Linked DNA regions of Danio rerio: region 2 is linked to region 1. The links are chromatin contacts, called in public Hi-C maps. All regions are on one chromosome and are shown on one strand. The core of a region is the stretch at or near the end of the contact, and the rest is flanking DNA. Distances in the headings are between cores, read along the strand shown.

The links. Hi-C and Micro-C count contacts between places; a contact is called where the count stands out from the background.
Region 2: a Hi-C map of embryo shows a contact between it and region 1, with 3 times the contacts expected there. The contact joins the enhancer-like site here to the promoter of cpne7 in region 1. A contact is called at or near these places in 4 of 18 Hi-C or Micro-C datasets (caudal fin, embryo and an unstated tissue) and 2 of 4 datasets of contacts at active chromatin or transcription factors (caudal fin and embryo).

Annotation. Positions count from the first base shown.
Region 1 is chr7:72,926,084-72,928,783 of GRCz12tu, reverse strand. cpne7 (copine VII) reads right to left here and starts at 1,382. Exons shown (of 18, transcript XR_012382847.1): 1 at 1,263-1,382.
Region 2 is chr7:73,162,618-73,165,323 of GRCz12tu, reverse strand. No RefSeq gene overlaps it. Among named protein-coding and RNA genes, the nearest start is that of cyb5b, 13 kb to the left of the region's middle. Within about 2 kb of position 1,308, at least 7 of the 62 cell types and tissues checked have an H3K27ac peak or open chromatin away from gene starts, as enhancers often do.

The DNA of each region.
Region 1 (2,700 bases), core at 133-2,632:
AAAAAATGTCAGAAGCAGTTAAGAAGCACCTGATCATGATGTGGATGTGTTTGCACCAGCTCTGCAAATCATAGGCATCATGATGAGGTGATAAAAATCAGTGTTAAGATAGTTTTATTATAAAGTAGCCTATATTTGAGACTATATTGATCTGGTTATTATGCTATAGGTTGAATTACTTTTGATTGACTTGCACTGTACTATTGACATAACATTACAGAATAGCTCTTTGGGTCTCATAACAGTTGTAGCCCTTCCGTTTTTTTTCCATTTAAGGCTAGCTAAATGGTTTTGAATTTGATTTCTCTTCGCCAGTGACAGTTCAAAAAGGTTAACTACTTGCCATCCAAGTTTGTTATTAAACTCAGTAGCAATTTTGAGTCCCGACCAACCTTTTGTTTTGACTTATTTCGATGTTCGCGCCAAACAACCAACTGTAATTCGCACCATTTGGTTCACATTACCAAATAACATTTAAGTGTGCATTTTATGCACTGCCATTAACGTCTATCGGACGAAATTACCATTCGCGACTAGTGAATACAGTAGGCATGCCATCATTCAGCCGGGAACGCGCTTGGTTCAGCAGCGCAGATCATGGACAGCTCCTCTCACATCCCTATATCCACTTTACTTCAAGAACCAATCAAGCCATTGAAGCACGGAAATTACAACACGGTAAATGATTTATCTCACGTTACATATATTTGATTTCACTGACATTTGAACTTAAAAACATGAAAGCTATTCGACACAACGTAAAGATTAATCGCCTGATCCTTTAATTGGCGCTTATGAGACGCGGATAGCCTAACGTTTAATATAATAAACAAACTTTTCTCTTCATAACGCAAATAACCCATTTTAAACGGTGTATAGCTATAAAATGACAACATAACAATATGAAGTGAGTCTTACCAGATTATACTTCAGTCCAGCTAACTTCATTTCTCTAGCGGGTGACATAACACCGACTGTATTTTTAGAATTTATCCCACAGTCTACTTTATTATTCGGTTACCAAAACACTTGTGAACGTAGATGTCGATTTAAGCATAGTTATTTAATTTTCCGTAAAGATTTGTTATCACCGTCAAGTTATAAATGTCACATAGGCTATGTAAACACCCTAACCATCACTAACAACATCGCATTTGATAGCTAATAACAGCCTACTAATATATTAATAACACTAATATACATTTCTTGATGACAAACAGCGAACATAATCTAGTGAGTAAATAAGAGAGCAGTGTTCTTACCTGCTGTTGCTGCTGCTCTTCTCTCAGTATGTGTGTGTGTGTGTATGTGTGTGTGACTCAAGCCCACCGAGCGCTAGTTCTGCTTTGCCGTCATGTTACGTTGAAGAGCTACATTGGAGTGAATTTTACAGCTTCTTTATCCGAACAGCCTTGGCAAGAGAAAAGACTTTGCTTGACGTCAGTTTCGATAAGAAAACACATATCCAGGTTGAATGAATGTTTTTTTAAAGTGCCATTTTAAGGTAAATGATAGGGATATAATGGGTTAATTAAATCATGAATAATCTGGGTTATTGCTAACACATTTAGCAGTTTAGAGATTAGCCCTTAATGTCTACAATACAATACAGATTATACCATAACCATGACGTGTTGACGTTTACCCTTCGTGAGTTATGGATATGATAACATTCATGGACTTTCAATGGAATTAAATGAACTGAGATTTAAGAGGATTTTGGATTCTTGTCTCCACTAAATTCAACTTTGTGTGTGTGTGTGTGTACTAGTATAATGTCACATAGGCTATGTAAACACCGTAACCATCACTAACAACATTGCATATGATAGCTAATTACAGCCTACTAATATGTAAATAACGCTAATATACATTTCTTGATGACAAACCGCAAACAAAATCTGAGTAAATAAGAGAGCAGTGCTCTTACCTGCTGTTGCTCTTCTCTTAGTGATAGTTGTACTGTATTACAGTGGTTTACGAGGACATTGCTGGTGTCCTTCTAATTCAAACGCTTCAAAATTATATTTTATGTGGTCTTTTGACTATTTTTTTGCCACCGTTTTTTAATATGAGGGCTAGATTTAGGGGTAGGGACATATAATTAGCATTTTTTTCCATATAAAATACATTATGTCTATGGAGAGTCCATATAAACCACCAATACCAACAAAAAACAGTCCATTTTTGGAAATTGATACTTACAACATCTGAATAAATAAGCTTTCCATTGATGTTTGGTTTGTTGAGACTGAACAATATTTGTTCAAGATTTTAAAGAAAATCTAAATATTCGAAAATTGCCTTTAAAGTTGTCCAAATAAGGTCTTAGAAATGTATATTTTTGTTTAAAAAAATACGTTTTGATATATTTACATATATTTCACACACTGAGGAAGGCATTGTGCCAAAACGTTTGTGTCTTTAAATCACCCGAAGAATGTAAAAAGAAAAACAGTACGAAGCAATTGATGAGTGCGAATCATTACCTTTTTGAATATTAGCATTGACAAAATTGATGCGCCAAATAAGTTTCTTTAAAAACCGCAAGCGCGCAGGGCAAACTTCTGCACTCTACATGTATTTACAAAAGGAAATTTACTAAATGGAAGGTGAAATTTTACAAAAGTTGAAAATTTAACAATTTTGACTCATGCAACATATTGTAAACGTACTTGTGCAACATAAGATTGGTTTTGT
Region 2 (2,706 bases), core at 59-2,558, 240 kb before region 1:
AGCTTATTTATACAGGTAGTTTGAACAAGCTGCAGAAATCAATTTTTTGAGGGCAGTTTCAATGTACTGGATCTTCTATGTTAAGCTGCTTTGACACAATCTACATCGTAAAAGCGCTACAGAAATTAAGATGAAACGAATTGCTAAGTGTCTAAAATGTCAAGTTTGACCCTCAAACACATAGTTGAACCTGAGGACATACTCATGTTGTCAGCAAGACATTGTTTTCTGCACTATACAAAGGCTAATCGACTTTTCATGCACTCCCAAAGACAAGGACTCCACTTGAACTGAACTGATAACTGTGTTTACAAGAACAGACGACGGAAGCCTCTAGACTAGAGGTCAAATTCTGATATGGTAATGGGCGCTGTGATTTTGACACACTGTAAGTGACAAACCAATCACAACAGACTGGGCAATCTGACCAACAGTGGAGCAGAGCATGAAAATCATTGCATTTTAAACCCGCAGTATTATTATTATTATTATTTTGTAAAGCATTAAATTATCAGAGTTCTACATTTACTACTGCATTATTAAAATCTAAAAGTCGTGCTTGTTAACATTAGTTAATGCACAGTGAGTTAACATGAACTAATTTAACATAAAGATGAATTAATAATAAATGAATTACTAATTCTTTGTTCATGTTAGTAAATATAATAACTAACAAATCCATTATTGTGTTACCAAGTATGTCATTGTCTGATGCATTTTTTAAAACTGATCGTTTTAATCCTCTCCATTTCCACCACCATCTGTGCCTCATAGTCAGCAGAGTGTGTAAGATGTGAGAGAGGTTACAGGTTTTATTGAACGCTGTACAAACGGGGAAATCTCATCTCAAAAATGTGGCATATGACTCTTCAGGAGACTGGATATGTCACCACAGCAACGGATCATCATCTACACATCCTGACGGGTCAGAGAACATCCTATGAACACAAGCCTGACAAAAACAGCCAAGGTCAAAGCTCACTGCAGAGGCGTGACAGCGTTGATAATTAAGTCCACCCACGCTCTTTAACATACCAAACGCTTAAAACATCTTTTGTAGCAGAGAGCTTGGTTAAATGAATCTCTAGGTTTTCTAGGCTGTCCATGTTTTGTTTGTTCTGCTGTGATTGAATGGTGCTATTGAGTATGATAGATCAGAATGATAACCTTGGGAAAATTCTCAGTAAATGCCACAGAAGTTAAAACCATAATGTTGCTAAGAGGCTAAAATCTCTTCAGGCTTTATACTGATGGACACACACTGGTTTATTTGAAAAATGAATGGCACTTCTGAGAAATATGACTGGTATTATAAAAACAAAATCGTCAGTCGTATCTCTAATTAGTTTTACATTCAAGGTCTCCTCGTGGATGTGCTGGGATCACATAACTATAGCTAAATTCTGCTCACCTCATCTCATTAACCTCCTTGTTGAATGATTAGTCACATTTACATGTGGAATAAATGAATCGTGTCTCTTATGATTAATATCATTTCTACTGTGCAACCAGTAACCCGTTTGTGCGATGACGCGCTTGTTCCACTAGATGTCACTATGACTGTTTCAGCCGGTAAAACATAAACAGTGATTTTAAAGCGATAGTTCGCTAACAAATGAACATTTACTCTATTTACTCACCCCAAGTGGTTCCAAACCTTTATGAGTTTCTTTATTCTGTTGAACACAAAAGATGACATTTTAAAGAAAGCAGGAAAACGGGTATAGCCTAACCATTGACTTCCAGTATCATAAGAAAAACAGATAGCAATGGCTACTGGTTTATGGCATTCATCAAAATATCATATTTAGTTAGGAACAAGTGTAAATAATAAATAATAATTTTTGGGGGTGAACTATTAAATAAAAAATTAAATAATGATACTAGTGACTAATATTTAGTCTCTGAATGTGTTGGTCAGGTGTATTGGTTATTGCTCTCCTGCTGAGCCTCGTTTTGGAGGGTTTTTGACCATTTCCAGACTGCCCTAGTGGCAAAGAATTCTGGCCCAGATTTTGCATAAAGCTGGCACAGCAGGGATTCATCCGGCACTGACATACAGCATGTGGGCCAAACATGGCCCGGGTTTGGCAGAGGTGGCACTGTCTTTAAGGCGGCACACAAGATTTGGGCCAAATGTAAAACGAAGTAGCTATTTGGCCCAGATTTAAACAAATGATATGTGGGCCATGTGAGTTTGACCAGTCTCGACCCACATTTAAAATACATTATAACAATTTTGGAGTAAAAAAAAAAAATCTACCAATCAGGTCACTTCGATAAAAAGCATGCCCGTAGAGCCCGTAGTAAAGTGCAACGCTTCATGGGTTTATCAATTTCATTGCAATCGTAACACACCAACCTAGCTGGCCCAGTTCAGGCCCAGTTATGAGTTATTAACTTGGCTGAGACTTGGCCCAGATATGGTCTGTGTTTGGCCCTTGTCTGGAAGCCAGATTTGATCCAGTCATGTACCGTAATTCACTGCGGCATGTGGGCCAAGCAAAACCTTCCAGCCATTTCCAGCCTGATCATTGCTGGTCTAATTGGTAGATGACCAGCTAAAACCAACTTGACCAGCCAGGGGTGCGTTTCCCAAAACCATCATTAGCCAACTAAGGGCGCAAGTTCTGTCCAAACATAGTTTGTTAATTTGCCATTTCCCAAATCTGTCGCTCCAACGGTCATTCGCAATCTTCGTCGCAA